Linked DNA regions of Mus musculus: region 1 is linked to region 2. The links are chromatin contacts, called in public Hi-C maps. All regions are on one chromosome and are shown on one strand. The core of a region is the stretch at or near the end of the contact, and the rest is flanking DNA. Distances in the headings are between cores, read along the strand shown. Region 1 has its middle 21 kb from the start of A930007I19Rik. Region 2 overlaps Jak2 (Janus kinase 2).

Region 1 (3,975 bases), core at 810-3,309, 220 kb after region 2:
GCCTTGCTGAAACTCACATGCTTCATGGGTAGGCATTTAAGGAAACAACTGACCATAAATCTTAAGAAAGAACATGCGTGCGGATGCAGATAAACTATCAGTTTCCTTTCCTTTTGCTGAAAGTGTGAGCAATATTATAAAAACGAAAAAAGAAGGCTTCAAGTCATTCTATTGATAATCCTGTCCTGTGGATGAGAAAACACCGAACCTTGGGATAGTATAGCTGTGGCAGAAATCTAAACCCACCCCCCACAAAGCAAGAAAACCACTTTGAAATACCATGCTCATGATGCGCAACTAATCTGTGACTTGAAAAAAAATAGTTTTAGCTCATTTTCTTGGAAGAACAAAGAGGGAGATAGAGAAAGAGAGAAGAAGGATGAGGATGAGAAGAAGAGGAAGAGGAAGAAAAGGAAGAGAAGGGAAAGAAAACAAAACAAACAAACAAAGAAGTTTGTGTGGTAGAAATGGCTCCTAGGATAAGACACATGGCTCAGAGTGAACATTTTCATTTACTTAAAGTTTAATTACTCACCCACTCCATAATTCTAGGGCATCAGGCTCACACAGTAGCTTAAAAACGGAGGCATGTCTGGTCTTTGGCCTCTTCGCTGCTGTGCTGCTATCTGCTTGTCCTTCGATGTCTGATGGGACCCTTTTATCTTGGCAGAATTCTGAGACACTCTCAGGAGAGTCCTTCTTTTGTTCGCAGGCCTACATAAGGAATCTTGCTGCTGTGTTTGGGTCCACAGCACTCAGGGCCAGGCCCCCACAGGCTCTGTTCTCCTCCTGGAGGTCTCAACCTGTGTATGGAACTGTGACAAGTGAGACCAGTTCTCCGACTCTTACAGAATCCATTTCAAATCCGCTGCCCCTACCCTGACTTGCTCTGCACAGAATGCTTGCCTGCTCTTTCTCTTCTCAGGGACAGGCCACCTTTCTCCTCTTCCCCTCCAAAACCCCAGTCTTCCACTCTCTGTCCTTGCTTGCTTTTTCTGTCGCTGCGATAAATCAATCTAATCAATATTACTAAAGCAATTTGGAGAAAAGGCTGAGGCAGAAAGATCACCTGGGTTCATAGGTTCAAGACTAAACTGGACAACAGAGCCAGAACCTTTTTTTTTTTTAAAAGAGGAAAAGAAAGCTGGAGGAGAAGAAGAATGGGGGAGGGAGGAATGGTGGAAATAGACAGTATATGTTGTGGGGTAATATCCTGTAGAATATAGGTCACGGGTGTCAGCCTCCTACTTCTAATGATTGTGACATGGGCTTTGCCAAGAAGAAACCTGAGGCAATTTACTCAATCTGATATATTTCCTCAGACCAATAAAGGTCAGAGGACAAATGGCCTTTATACAATGTTATTCCTTATGACAACACTTATAATAGAAGCCACCTGAAAATAATCTACACTTCTACTGATAAGTAGCTGGTTAAAAGGTAATTGTATTCTTCTTAAGTCGAATACAATTCAGCCATAAATTGGCATAAGGAAGATCTCTGTGAACTGCTGTAGAGAGATCTTTAGGGTATTTTATGTGGAAATAAAATCATGGTGCAGGACTCAAGTATGCCATAGTTTGAGTAAATCGTTGAAAGGAGCATGTCTTTATCTATACGGTTGCATGTTTATAAGTATGGGAACCCAAAAGAGTCGGTTACTTAGAGAGAAGAACTGGGTGGATGTGGAACAGGGAAGTGAGAAAGGAGACAGAACCCCGGAGCATCCCGGCAGGAGATCCATGCCATATTCAAGAGGCATAACCACAGGATTCTTTCCAAGGGTGTGGACAGGGCTAAGAGCAAAAGACAGGGACATAGCGAGCAAGCTTCGGAGGAGAAGCGCTGCGGTCCGAGGTCCTGAGGAACAAGGGAGGCAGGGGAGGGAATTAGCGAACCGGCACTCAAAGAAAGCTTTTGTTGGTGAGAAAGAACAAGAAACCCAGCCACTGTGGCCTCACTCCTCCAGCTGAGAAGATAGTGGGCTAGAGGGTCCCACTCAACCCTCTCCTGACTGTGAATCGCTTATTAGTGCCTCCTAGTGGGCAAATTGCTGATGTCGCCGAACAGAAAGGGTTGTCTCAGCCTCCTTTCCGCTAAGCCCCTGGAGCTGACCCTGCAGCTGCAGCACTGTTCTGGAGGGCATACAGGGAACAGTCGCCATTGCTTTCTCTGTAGCTCTGAGGAGTTTCTCTGAGTTTAACCACACAAATATGAAACATATGAAAAGGAGACAACTTTCGTCCACACACAGTAATAGTAATAACAATAATGATAATCATTAAATATTAACAATTAATAATAACTAATATAATAATAAAATTTAAAACCCTCCAAATGAAGGGTTGGAGAAATAAGTTTCCAAGACCTTTCTCCCAGTCTAACTTGTCTCTGAAGCTCGTTTCACCAAGTCTCAGTCCACGGCGCCACCTAGCGTCCAGGAGGAGCTTCACATGCTAGCCCTACTGCCTCCAAGCCTCCTGGCAGGTAAGCGGTTTTCACTGTCAATCAGACTCAATTGGGAATGATCTTCCATAAAAGGGGGATATATTTTGAAACTTAAAATATTTGGAGTTTTTTTTTCTTTTAGAACAATAGTGGGAAATTATCTACATTCATTTTTAGATTGATTCATTATTATGATTTTTCTGGGAGAATATCTTTCAAACTGCTTCTAAGGTAAATACCGCCTGTGACACCCCCCACCCCTACCCCACTAAAGATTCTGTGAGCGGCTTCTGAGTTTGTCCCTCCCCACTTACGTGTTCTTAATACAGAGCATCTCAATCCTGGCTGCAAAACACTCACGCGGACAAGCTTCTGCCAGAGATGTCGTTCTCACTGATTTGTGGAGGGGCTGTTTAAAGCATTAATGGGCACAGCGACCAGGAGCCCTTGCTTGTGCTACTGAGGGCCCTGAGGTGAGGTACGCACCTGCGACTAGGAGGTGCAACTAGGCCCGTGTAAAGGATGTTCGAGCTCCGTGTTCCTGCTCCTGATTGCACACTTTGCACCCTGCCTCCTCTTCTGCCATCACAGGTCTACCCATATTCCAGGGCCTGACTCAGAGTTATCTCCTCTAAGACTTGCTCCATTCTCATTCCCAACGTTAGAGTCTCTGATAACTTTAACAATGACTTCTATAATTCTTTTTTTATAATAGAAAAAAAAAATTTTTTTTTTGTTTTTACATAGGGGCTCACTATGTAGCCCAAGCTAGCCTGAAAGTCATTCTTGCCTCAGATATCTTGAGTTCTGGGATTACAGAACCATTATCATAATGGTAATAATTACCATATAATATCATATAATATTAATGCTTATAATATATTATCTAGAATATATTATGCCAAGTTTAAACTATTCATTTTAACCTACCAATTTTTAGCAGTTAAAAGTATAATATTTATGTGAGATATAAATTAAACTCTTCAAAATAGGAAGTGTGACCAACATAAGGAAACAGCTTGAAAAATGGGGGGAAATCTTTGCCAGCTATAAATGTAAATCTAGAATACACAAAAACAGCAAAAATTAAACACCTCATAAGACTAATTGCAAATTAGTAAATGGGCTGATGAACTGAACAAGCAGTTCATGGAAAAAGGAAAATAGCCAAAAGATATTTTATTAATATATCGAGCTATATATTACAGAGATATAGAAATAAAAACAATATGGTACTGGCACAAAAACAGACATGTAGACTAATGGGGGGGAAAAAGACCCAAATACAATACAAACGCACATAATAACAGCCATCTCATATTCGGCCAAGATGCCAAAAATGCACACTGGAGAAAAAAAACAGCTCATTCAACAAAAAGTGTGGGAAGAACTGGATGTCCACACGTAGAAGAATGAAATTCGAGCCGTATTTATAAACCTGCACCAAAGGCAGGCTGCAACTCTAAATGGATTGAAGATCTTATTGTGGAGCCTGGAATGCCGAAACTGTTCAAAGAAAACATGGGC
Region 2 (3,780 bases), core at 892-3,391:
CTTCAGGTTCAATATTTAGGAGAAGTAATCTCATCCGATGCCTATACATTGTTGTCAGTGTCCCTTTAGAGAACTTTAAGTGGCTATCAGCACCTTCTTAAGCTTCGTTTGATGTCACTGTGCCTTCCTAAATGTTCTTGATTACAGGACGTACAGTTATATTGTGATTTCCCTGATATTATTGATGTCAGTATTAAGCAAGCAAACCAGGAATGCTCAAATGAAAGTAGAATTGTAACTGTCCATAAACAAGATGGTAAAGTTTTGGTAAGTTTGTATTATACATTAGTAATGTTTCCATTTTAGAAATTTTCAGAAGTACAATAGAGTCTTAGTATCAAAGTTACTTAAGTATTTTGATTATAGCCGTAAGTATGCTCTAAAGAGTGCCAGCCCAGCAAACCCTTTATTGTATGCAATCTGGGAACTAGAGGAAAGGCAGGAGGATGCATCCTTCTCTGATGCGTGAGTCATCACTTCTCTGATGTCCACTCCGCTGGTGTTCAGAGTCCCATGTTTGTCTGGTTTTCCCATGTGTATCAACTGGAGTATCTGTTGGCCTTCTCTTGGAGACTGTGCAATTTAGAAATTAATTTGGAATTTCTGTGCTTGTTTTGTTTTTGTTTTTCACGAGACAGGGTCTCACTATGTGGCTTTGGTTGTCCTGTAAACCAGACTGGCCTTGAATTCACAGAGATCTCCCTCCCAAGTGCTGGGCTTAAAGGCATATGCCATTGTGCCCACTTTAGGAGATATTTTTATATTTTTATAATCTTGAATTTCCTTATCCAAGAACATAATTCATTTTCTGTGTATGCAGATAATGTGTTACATTGTACAAGAGTATTTTGAAACTTTTAACAATCATTTTCAATTTTTTGGTTAAGTTTAATTCAACATAGGGCATTTTTCTTGCTGCTATAAATAGGGCTTTTTTAAAAAGCATTCAATTACATTGATTATTTTGATAAATGGAAAATAAGTACTTTTTAAGTATGTGTGCTTTTCTATTAGATAAAGTGACACATTTTTGATTATATGTTCATATGTATATATTTTAATAAAAAAAAATCTCAGCATACTTCCATATCCTAACACATGTAGTTTAGTCTGAGCAGTATATAAAAATAAATGTTTGTATTTATAATTAATCTCAACTTTTATGTATGTATTAGATTCTGACTAACTCTCTCAGGGTCATTGAAGTGTATAGTTATGAATGGTTAGTGACTAACTGGGAAGGTGAGCTAAGCCTGTGTTTGGGAGGGTCTTACATATCAGATAGAAGGATTTGTTAAATCATGCTAGGGAACTAACTGGAAGTTATACAAAATATTTGAACAATTTAGAGGAAATTAACCAGAATAGAGTATAGAGAATTTCCAACATTAGAATTTAATTGGTTTTTTAATTCCATGGTTTTCTTTTTCTTTTCTGATTAGGAGATAGAACTTAGCTCATTAAAAGAAGCCTTGTCATTCGTGTCATTAATTGACGGGTATTACAGACTAACTGCGGATGCGCACCATTACCTCTGCAAAGAGGTGGCTCCCCCAGCTGTGCTCGAGAACATACACAGCAACTGCCACGGCCCAATATCGTGAGTAATGCCACATTTCACAGGACAGTTCTAGGAGCTGGCTGGTAGGTTAGCATAAGGACTGTGGAAGTCCGAATTCCAGGCACTCCAGTACAAGACTGAACATAGCCGATCTAACAGATGAGACAGTCAGGCACATCCCGAGAGCTTCAGGCCAGACAGACAGCTGAGTGCTGCTGGCTCAGTGAGAGACCTTTCCTCAAAGCAACAAGACAGTTGTAAGGAAGACATTGACACGCTGTCCTGGTCACCAGAGTACATTTTTCAGAGGGAAATGTTCTACAAAGTGTGCTTAATACCCATGTTTCTAGGTCAGTACTGTGCAGGGGAACTTTACACAGTGCCGAAAAGGTTCACTGTTTGGACATTCTAATTAAATATAGTCTGGATTTATACTTAATTGTATTTTCATTTCTTTACCTTTCAATACCCAAGGCTACGAATTACTGTTCTAGTTTGCTTTCTGTTGCTGAGCAGAAGCAACATGAAGAGAAACGGCCTTTTAATTGGCTCACAGTCCAGGTCACAGTCCATCATAGAGGGTGCCAGAGCAGGAGCTCAAACAAGAACCGAGGCAGAAACCACGCAAACCCTGCTTCCTTTCTCACTCTCCTTGTTTATGGGCAGCCTGCCTAAGGAAAGCATCGTAGGCAGCACCCTCCCACATCCCTTAACAGTCAAGATAATCCCCCAGACGCGGCCACAGGCCAGTCTAATCTGAGCAGTCTTTCAGTTGAGACTCCCTGTTTCCAGGTGGCTCTTGGCTGTTCTCAGCAGGGCAGGGACCTTATGACCACCCAGCACCTTTGCAGGCCTCCTATTGTTGTGTAAATTACATCCTGCTCTCCAGTGCTGCGTCTTTGAAATTTATGCACATACTAATTCTTTTGGCACATAGGACATTTTTGGACTGGTATTTTCCAGTCACTGCAGATCTTCGGTTAGATTTGATACTGTTGTAAATATAGAAAGATGATTTTGTATTAGTATTTCTGGGATAGAAGAGACATGAGAGATTTTATGGGAGTATATTTTTTAAATTATTCAATTTGTAAAAAGCAGAACATCAAAATGAATGAATTTTCCTCGTGGCTTTATTGTTTCGTAGTGTCTTAAAATAATATAATTATTCCTTGAATTGGTTTGAACTCACTACAAAATAACTCGATACACTTATTTCTCTTGAAAACAAATTTTGTAGCTATATATAGTAGGGAGTGTTCTGAGGCGTGATTTTTATTTGGTTGCTGTGGCTGTCAGTCACATGTGCAAGCTGCCATTCATATGATTTCTCCTTGACTTGTAGAATGGATTTTGCCATTAGCAAACTAAAGAAGGCGGGTAACCAGACTGGACTATATGTGCTACGATGCAGCCCTAAGGACTTCAACAAATACTTTCTGACCTTTGCTGTTGAGGTTAGTAGGTCACATTTATTAATAGCAACATGTTGTGTAATCTGTCTTTCTCCGTCAAGAAGTATTTTATTTTTAATATTAAGAATTATAGTTCTTGAGATGGTAATTGGCATAGTCATACTTGGCATATCTTAAAATGTCATAAAATAAATAATTCATAAAGTTAATGTAAATACATAAATAACTATAATGCCTTTGTTTTTGACGTTTATTTTATTTTTTGATGTTTGAGTATTAGCCATGTGTCAAGTGGTTATTTCGTTAAGTATACTCAAGTCTACTTACAACAACCAAAAATATTTACCAAATCGTTTAGAGGAAAATAAGTGACAAGAACATTTCCTGATTCTAGAATAGGTTACTAACTGCGACATTCAGAGCACCAGGGACATGATTGCATATAAGAGTGCACTGGACACTCACTGTTAAATGCACGTGAATTTGGATCTCATCGAAGATTGTTTATCCATATTTATCTTTAAAATATATGCAGCTACATGCTCTAAATCTTGAGAGGATTTGTAGCAACATCTAGATTTATTTTATAAAAATATAGAAGGTAAAGATGTTATTCAATTATTTCCTAAAAGCACCTACGTAGCACTCAGCACATGTAGTGAAGGAACTGAGTATAAGGGCAGCAGGTGTATGTACCTCGTCCCTTCACCATTACATAACTTACTCACCATGCTCAAATGTTTGTCAATCACTGGGCCTAATAGGTGTGATGAGAAATTAGAGAATGTATGATAGAAACCTATG

What was found. A called contact is a pair of places that touch in the nucleus more often than the background predicts.
Region 1: a contact with region 2 is called in a Hi-C map of liver, with 2.3 times the contacts expected there. A contact is called at or near these places in 3 of 39 promoter capture datasets (the C10 cell line, the HPC-7 cell line and HPC-7-derived erythroid cells), 9 of 484 Hi-C or Micro-C datasets (the G1E-ER4 cell line, Th1 cells, bone marrow-derived macrophages and 5 more), 2 of 130 datasets of targeted methods (pro-B cells and stem cell-derived neural progenitor cells) and 3 of 9 other capture datasets (adipose tissue, liver and pancreatic islet).

The regions. Positions count from the first base shown.
Region 1 is chr19:29,499,277-29,503,251 of GRCm38.p6, forward strand. No RefSeq gene overlaps it. Among named protein-coding and RNA genes, the nearest start is that of A930007I19Rik, 21 kb to the right of the region's middle.
Region 2 is chr19:29,283,395-29,287,174 of GRCm38.p6, forward strand. It overlaps Jak2 (Janus kinase 2), which reads left to right. Exons shown (of 25, transcript NM_008413.4): 8 at 148-267; 9 at 1,443-1,600; 10 at 2,907-3,018. Among named protein-coding and RNA genes, the nearest start is that of Jak2, 33 kb to the left of the region's middle.